Regions from separate parts of the Mus musculus genome. Here all the other regions are linked to region 2. A link is a contact called in public Hi-C data. All regions are on one chromosome and are shown on one strand. The core of a region is the stretch at or near the end of the contact, and the rest is flanking DNA. Distances in the headings are between cores, read along the strand shown.

Region 1 (2,700 bases), core at 169-2,668, 340 kb after region 2:
GCAGGATTCCAACCTGCAGAATGCTGGCCTGGCAAGGGACTGGGAGGCTCCTTCCTTCACTAAGGACAAAAGGAGGATTGGGACCGTCTAAGCTGGGGATGGGGTGGTGGTGGCCGGTGTCCTATGACTTGCTGGATCAGGTAGACATTTTGTCTCCCATGGTTCTTAGAAAAGGCCGTTGAATGTCTGACGATTTGAGATTCCATGGTTTTGTCAGCCCTTCTGTTTGAACAGAAAGCTCCCTAATCCATGCCCCTCTCCACATTCACGCATAACTGGTTAACAAGTCATACCCGAAAATACGAGCCTCCCCTTCGGTGCACGATGCTGGTAGATTGGATTTTATTGTTGCCATCCTTGGGATATTCTTGTTTGCTAGGGTCTCCACGAGACACAAAGCTATAGATCAATCCCCTGCCCTGTACTCCCAGTCTTAATGTTATACACTGTTATTGAGGAACTATGGCTTCAGAGGTGAAGGGCTGGAAGAAAACCAAGTCTTTCTGGACCCTCAAATTCCTTTCTTCCTGGCCTAAGGGGCATTGTTCGGATCATAAATTGCAGGCCTTTTAAGAAAAGCAAACAAAGGCTAACTGCATTGCAAAGGTCACCGGGCCCGTGGAGAGAGCGCGTGATTAGCTTCTGAAACAGAAGGCTTTGAGGACTTTACAGGGTTCAAAGGTGCGACCAGAAATTTTCAGTCCAGGGCAAATCCTAAGAAGTCTTCCTCCCCCATCTGTCACCTCAAGAGCTCCGCCCATCTACCTTCTGGGAGGACCCGCTGCTGCGGACAGGGCTGACAGGGCGGGTCAAGCAAGGGCAGGAACATGCCCCACCCCCTCCCCTCAGACCAAGCCAGGAACAGGGGAGGTTTCCACTTGGAAAGCCATCCTGGTCGGCTTCTCCACGTGCCTCTCTGTCACCTGCACTGTGAATGACTAGTGATGACTTATACGCATGCCCAGGCGGTGACCTTGGATTTTTTTTTTTTTTTTTTTTTTTTGGTCTGTGATTCTCAAATGTTTATGAATAAATTGATAATGCCTACCCTGGTTCAAAGGATGGTTGGAGGGATGAAATGAGATAAAGCACAAAGAACAGGAAATGTACAGAACACATATCCGTGGATTTTAGGGGCCTGAACTGTTCTTTTCTGGAACATTCTCACCCTCCACCCATCTGTTGTCTTTGTGCCGAGCTGGGTGGGGGACGCTTGCACTGGGTGGGGGACACACGCTGTGTGTCCAGGGTGGACTGTACTGTGACTGTCCCCATGGAGTCAACACTCCCCTTTGCCAGCCTCATCCAGAGCATGGAGAGCCTGTGGGTCAGGATAGCCTGTCTGCGGTGGGAGAGGGCCACAGTGTGGCGAACTGCTCTCCTCCGCTGCCATTGGCCACGGTCAGCAGCCAGCCAGAGAGAAGCCGCGAGCGCCCCCTGACGTCTTCACCGCACAGCACAGGCGGGGCTGCCACAGCCAAGCAGCAGATCTCAGTCAGCCAGCAGAGATCGCCAAGTGTGCCCTGCGCATCTCCTGCTGGTCTGCTGTAGGTCTTTACTCCGTTTGGAACACCTGTCCTGGTCATAAAGGACAGGTTTCACATATGTGAATCCTACATAGAGAGACCCAAGGGCAGAGGACATTTTTGATGACCATTACCACGGAGACAAAAGGAGAATATTCTAGAAGGAGGCAAAAGAGGAAAGGGCAAAATAAGAGAAGACTATGGGGCTTGGGGTGAAGAAGAAAAGGAGTCCAGACCCTTTGGGCCCATGGCTCACTAAGTGAGTTCTCCATCCATGGTTGCCTCTTGGGCCTGAAACCACAGGTTAGGTTTTGTTTCGAGCCGCCCTAATGTTGACTGCCCCACAGAATATTCCCATCCCCCTCCAGGTGGGGAGGAGAGTCTACAACTCTGACCAAGTTTGGGCTGTCTTTGGGAGATGTGATTTGCTCAATTACGGCACAGTTCCCTGACACTCGGCACTGATCTCTCATTCCTTTGTATCCAAGCACCCCGGGTTGGGTCCTGACAGGAGAGTCATGAGCTACGAGGACTTAAAAGCTAAAGCTGGCAAAGGAAAGTGACTCCCTCTCAGAGCAAAGCTGTTGAATGAGAGGAAATGAATGGTCTAGACTCAGAAACAAAGCAATGGGGAGGGAGGGCTTCTGCCAAGACCACTGCTATTTGTTCCCAGGCTTGGCAGGAAGGGAGAAAGCCTGAAAGCTTTGCTGACAAGCATTGTTTACAAGCAGAGAGAGTGTGTGTTGTCCACACAGCCCTCGAAGTGCACCTTGGATCCCAGTCAGGATAGCAGACACCAGCTGTAGGGAGCTGCGATGCAGGCCCATCAGTGTGCCTTCTCAGGTCTGCTCTATCAGGCTGCACAGAGAGAGGAGGCAGGCACTTCTCAGAGACAGGCTTCTGGAGCCAGAGGTCCTTTTCCTTTCTCACTGTGATTTTTCAACATCTCAAAATTGCTTTATGAAGAGCCTCTTCTGAGCCTTGCAAAACTTGAGATCAAGTCCAGTTCCCCTGCCTCAACGCAGCAAATGCATGAAAACCCATCTTCCTTCCTCCCATCCATCCATCCATCCATTCATCCATCCATCCATCTATCCAAGTCTGCATTTATCAAGCATCCATGAAGCATCTGCTCTGCACAAGTCATAGTTCTGGGTGCAGAATTCAGAAGTGA
Region 2 (2,700 bases), core at 168-2,667:
CGTGGGCCCAATTTGTATCTTATCTCTTCCTTCAGCCGGAGTTGTTGGAACCACTTTATAGTCAAGATGAAAGCATTGAATTTCGCTTCAAAGGACTGACTGCACATGTGCAGAAGAAACCCTGCAGGACCCTATTAGGAGCAGATGGTGGCCAGCCAACCAGTCCGTCAGGGAGGCAAAAAGGCTCAGTCCCATCATTGCCAAAAAAGAAAAAAAAAAAAATAATAATAAACGAGCCAACCTGAAGGAAGGGTCAAGGGCTCCAGGCGGCACCCAGTTTCTGAGGGTTGCCCTGATCAAAGGCAATGACTGGGGATGAGGGGGGGACGGGTGGTTGTTGGCTTGGCTTTGGCAAGCTTGGTCTCTTGACTTACCCCTGGGCAGGTAGCTTTCTTCTGTAGGTGCTTTGCCAAATTTTCAAGGGGACATGTCTAGTGAAGCCTGAAGGGGCTGCCCTGAGTGGAGGGAGCATTATGGCCAAAGTGGCCCCTGTGCACAGGCCCAGTGGAGTGTGCTGAGCTGCTACACTGAGCTTAGCAGAGTGGAGCGTGGGAGGGCGTCTTAGAGCCTGGTTGAGAGGTTGGAGGAGTGCTTCCCTCTGTCTTCCTTCCAGTGAGCCTTTCCTCGGAGACGGTGAGGGCATCCTTATCCATCGCAGCTCTTCCCGAATCTCAGTGCCATGGAGATATTGTCCTCGGATAGGACCAGGCACAGCCCTTTGCCATTCTTGTTGTCCCCCTGCTTTCAGCAGACAACTCAGAACAGGAGCTGTCACTTTCCTTTGTTAGAGTGTGTGTGTGTGTGTGTGTGCGTGCGCGCGTGTATGTTTATGTTGTTTGGTTGTACTGGTGGCTTTTAATTTTCAGCCCCCAAATCTGAACTCCACTGCCTCCACTCTGTTAAGCCAGATGCTTAGCTGCCCTGGAGCCTCATCAATTGTAAATCCTCCCTTTTGTCACTCTGAGGGTCTCGTGACCCCTCTCTTCCCCATCCTTCAGTGGCCACATCTTCTCTGGGGAATTTGCATCCTGAGTCCCAAGAGAGAGCCCCTTGGCAAAAGGTACCCAGGATTGTGGAAGTAAATTTAAGGAGTGATTTCTGCAAAGCCTTGTCCTGAGAATAAACAGACAACACAAAGGCTGCAGGACTTCCAGGTCATTGGGCCAGGCTGTTATGGATCCTTCCGAGGAGTCTGCTAGGTGTGGGCCGTGTGCTGAGCAGAGAGGGCAGGAGGCAAGATGCAGCCTGACAATCCTTCCTGGCCCTCTTGTTCTCTGAGAAGTGTCCAGGCAGCGCCACCTTAATCCTCCTGTGCCTGCCCTGCTGATTCTCATTTTTGCTGCACGAACACATCAGAGGGACCAAATTGGCTCAGTCACGAAGAAAGAATGTCTTTTGTTCTGTTCCTTCGATTCATGGGTGTGGGCTCTTGGTGGGTAGTTGCTGACTCCTGAGTTTTAGGCTGAGTCAATGAGGGAAGATTGACGCCAGAGGGCTGGCCTGGATTAAGATTTCAGATCAGCTCTGTAGCAGCAGAAGACTCAAGTAAATATGCAAAGCAACCGCAGGACGTTTGCAAGGAGCAAAGAAATCTATGTCAGTATTTTAACAACCGTTTTTTGCGTGTATTTTCTGCAGGGCTGGGGTATGCAATCAAAGTTTAAACTCTGAGCTTTCTATGAAAACAAAACAAAACAAAACAAAAACAAAAAAACAGAAAAGAAAAAGAAAAATCCAAAACCCTCAGGACCTCTCTGTGGCTGGGTCTATGGACATGTGTTGTCGGATAAATGGTGATGGCGCCCTCAAGTGGCTAGAAGGCTTCACTGCATATTGTCTGTTGAGGCTTTTGTCCTCCGAGATCAGAGTACTCAAGAGAGACTCCTGACATCTGTCCTCTCCAGTGTCACATTTATGAGCATCTCCACTGTGCTAGGCCTGTCCCAGGACACTATATGACCACACCCTCTCTCATCGGTGTGTTTCTGTAGCAAGTCTTCATATTTGTTTCCAACAATGGTGTCTCTGCGTTCATGTTGAAGACAGAGATGGGGTAAGAAGACTATCCGTGCATGAAGTAGAGAACTGTTGGTTTGTTTCTTTTTTTTTTTTTAAAGGAGAAGCTATTTGTAAGCCACTGCACAAAGACGTTTTATATACACTGCAGAGACCTGTAGTAAATTATGTTGACAATACGCTGTTTACATTTTCTGGAGTCTGATGGCCTCCTACCCCTCACTGAAGCAGCCACCTCCTGCTGTGGGACTGTGCTCAGTGGGTGGCCTGGAGTTTTGCTCTTGGCACTGATGTACCAGATTCAAGTTTTACACGCTGTAGCTTTTCTATGCATGCCCTCACCCAACCTAAATTATGTTTTTTTGTATAAATGATAAAAAAAAACTTTCTCAAGACACTTTTGCCACATGCTGAAATGTATCACAACTCTACACCTACCAGTTAAGAGTGCAGCCCTGGAGCTGTGACACAGGTGCCCCCCGGGCCTGCTAGGCAGACTGGGAAGCTGGCTTTGCTATGGGTTATGTGACTAGTTTTCCTTTGGTGGGAAATTTGGGGTAAGAAGACACCAGTGAGAATAGCCTTCCAGCTCACAGGGCCTCTGCTGCCGAGACCCAACTGCCCTTCCCAAGCCCCGCTAATGCTCATGAATGGAAGTGGACAACAGGCATGAGAATAGGAGAT
Region 3 (2,700 bases), core at 182-2,681, 300 kb before region 2:
AGCTCCTAATTGGGAACAGCTGGCAGAAGAGAGCAAAGCCTGTGGCCAGACCTGGAATCTGGTTGCAAATCTGGTCCCTAGAAAGAAACCAGTCTCCATTAAGGGTTAAAATGTGGGAGGTCAAGAGAGCGGTCCTCTGGTCCTCCGGAGCAGCAATGGAGGGTGGCTAAGTGAACCGGAGAACAAAGAGCGTTCACATCCCAGCTGTAGCCCCTTGCTCAGCCTGGGACTGAGACTGAGAAGCGACTGAGTGGACGGGGAGGGGCCTGAGCGGCAGCAGGATCTCACTAGACATTATCTTTCCAGAGCTGGGATCACTAATCCTGATGTGTCCAGCCAAATAACTTTCCCCGGAGTTATTCCCGCTCCGCTAGGAAGCGCAGATCTCCAAACCTATAGGGTGGAGGGAGGCTACCGATTTTAACCTGGCCTGTGTCATCCAGTGTCCCTCCAGATTCACAGTGTCCTGCACTCTGCTAAGCCGCCCAGCCTCTGGGCTGTGTGCCCTGACCCTGCTGTGGTCTGAGCCAGAGCCATAGCTCTGCTCTTGGAAAGCTGTGCGCAAGGCCCGCCCTCTAGGCCTTGGCATTGGGTCTGAAGCCCAGACTGGGAACGGGAGAAGCCAAGGAAAGGTCTCAGGTGTGTAGACCATCCCGCCGCAGAGTCAACTGTCAGCGGTGGTCATTAGTGACTGGTGAGCTGGATGCTGGTGGCAGTCCCACTGGGTAGTTTTCAATGGTGTGACCTTGGCTCTGCACTTTGGTGCCAAATCCTTTGGTTCGTGCCTGTTCACCGAGCCAAATTTCCCAGGCTTCCTGGCGATTCTGTGAACTACTTGAGTGCTCTCCAATAATTTTTCCTTTTTTTTTTTCTACCTAAGAGTCGATTTGTAATGTTGGAAATCAAGAACCCTGCCTGGTACAGCATCTGTCCCTGCAAGACTCAGGAAACCAGGGACATGCGGGCTGGTGTGTGTGTGTGTGTGTGTGCGTGTGTGTGTGTGAGAGAGAGAGAGAGAGAGAGAGAGAGAGAGAGAGAGAGAGAACAGGAGAAGCAGAGTGACAGAACTAGACATCTGGAAAGGAAAGGCAGTATGGAAATTCAGGGAGAGGGAGGGAAGGGAAGGGGAAAGGCTAGAAGGGTTGGCGGGTGAGGGACAGCAGCCAGGAAGGGGTCGTGCACGTTGTTAATGCTTGTAATAAGAGCCTTAGAGGAAACTGCCCCAGTGGCCTCCCTAAGGTATTTTTGCATTGCTATTTCTGTCAGACAACGTGGTTTAAATTGTTTCTCGGCACTGTTTTAGGAACAACAGTTCCTTGATTCAGTCTTGCTTCTGGAGATGAACCCGGGCGTTGGCTTTAACATTATACATTGATCAAGCATGCAGCGTGCCGGGGAGTGTACAGATATATGGGCATGCATATGCATGGCGTGCTATAGTATGATAAATACATGCATGAGAAAAATCAGGTCTGGGGCTAGTTATGTGGGAGGGGAACCTTTATGTAGCACGCTTATTTAATATCTCAAAGGGGAAACATTACTTATTATGCCATATCAGCGTATCATTCGTCTTATGGGTAGACAGAATGAAGAATCTTCGACAATTAATAGAAATTGCAGGAAAAATTATGATTAACTGCCATCTGCTGGCTTCTGTGTATTTTATTTTCATGCAGCTTCTAGCCTGCCCTCGTAATTATCGGTGTCTGTCTTTCCCGTCCTTAACTGGTTCTGTTAACCAGTGCTGCCCTTGTGGGTACGGGGTGGGGCGGAGGGTGTACGTGCAAGAGGATGAAGCTAACTCAAATACACCAATCCGTCTTCTTCTAAGTTCCAATTTGAGAGAGCAGGCTACAGCTTATTTTAGAATTCTGTTTTCGTAGCAGATTGAGCAAGCAGTGTATGCTTAGCGAGTGTATAGTAGGGGGCAGGCAGTGCTTTGAAAGTGACTTCTCTCTCTCATCCTCTCATCTCTGAGGACCATAGGGTTTGCATCTCAAAAGCTCTGTCCGGCTTCTGGCAGGTGAGGCCTTTCAGAGTCTCATTCAGATGACATTGTAGCCAGGGAGAGCCTGTTGCAGCGCCAAACCTGATGGGGAAGGGAAGCAGATTCCAGCAGAGCGTATTTGACCCTTTGCCCCAAAGCCCCTACTAGAAGTGCTCAGCAGGAAATAGATCTTCTCTGTTAGTAAATGAGGGTGACTTTTGTTTACGCGGTGAGTCCAGGCATAGGCCATCCCCCCATCACTCCCCAAGTAGACCAGAGAGTTGGTGATTTATCTGGGTGACTCACACTCCACGTCTGGTTTGAACTAATCAGATTGATGTTCCAGAGTTTCCAAGTCAGTACAAGTCATTGTGGTTGGCCATTACAACTTTAAAAATGTATCTATTTGTGTGGGGGTGGAATTTGTACACAGTATGCCTAGGTGTGGAGGCCAAAAGTAACAATGCTGGCTTGGAGCTGCTACAGGCTCTGAGGCTACAGTGTCTGAATGAGACATGGAATACCTCACCTGTCAGAAGCCAGACAGAGCATTTGAGATGCAAACACTATTGGTCCTTTTGGTGTGGGTGGGAGTAGGGTTAGGATTTCCCCCTGAGCCTGAGGCTCAGCAGTTCAGCAGTAGGCTGGCTGGCCAGTGAGCTTTAGGATCCATTTGTCTCCATCCTGCTCCGGCCCCCACCCCTTTTGTT

The links. Hi-C and Micro-C count contacts between places; a contact is called where the count stands out from the background.
Region 1: a contact with region 2 is called in a Hi-C map of forebrain, with 7 times the contacts expected there. The contact joins two enhancer-like sites. A contact is called at or near these places in 2 of 15 datasets of contacts at CTCF or cohesin (embryonic stem cells and large pre-B cells), 7 of 484 Hi-C or Micro-C datasets (8-cell embryo, the HL-1 cell line, bone marrow-derived macrophages and 3 more) and 5 of 115 datasets of contacts at active chromatin or transcription factors (DN3 thymocytes, T-cell acute lymphoblastic leukemia, bone marrow-derived macrophages and 2 more).
Region 3: a Hi-C map of cerebellum shows a contact between it and region 2, with 3 times the contacts expected there. The contact joins two enhancer-like sites. A contact is called at or near these places in 7 of 484 Hi-C or Micro-C datasets (CD4 T cells, cerebellum, cerebral cortex and 4 more).

What each region holds. Positions count from the first base shown.
Region 1 is chr3:101,804,958-101,807,657 of GRCm38.p6, forward strand. No RefSeq gene overlaps it. Among named protein-coding and RNA genes, the nearest start is that of Gm33381, 22 kb to the right of the region's middle. Within about 2 kb of position 1,419, at least 126 of the 459 cell types and tissues checked have an H3K27ac peak or open chromatin away from gene starts, as enhancers often do. A contact at or near this core is called in forebrain, where this site is marked.
Region 2 is chr3:101,460,649-101,463,348 of GRCm38.p6, forward strand. It overlaps Igsf3 (immunoglobulin superfamily, member 3), which reads left to right. Exons shown (of 11, transcript NM_207205.2): 11 at 1-2,412. Among named protein-coding and RNA genes, the nearest start is that of Gm40109, 46 kb to the right of the region's middle. Within about 2 kb of position 1,418, at least 65 of the 459 cell types and tissues checked have an H3K27ac peak or open chromatin away from gene starts, as enhancers often do. A contact at or near this core is called in cerebellum, cortical neurons, forebrain and 1 more, where this site is marked.
Region 3 is chr3:101,161,565-101,164,264 of GRCm38.p6, forward strand. No RefSeq gene overlaps it. Among named protein-coding and RNA genes, the nearest start is that of Ptgfrn, 53 kb to the left of the region's middle. Within about 2 kb of position 1,432, at least 109 of the 459 cell types and tissues checked have an H3K27ac peak or open chromatin away from gene starts, as enhancers often do. A contact at or near this core is called in cerebellum, cortical neurons and uterus, where this site is marked.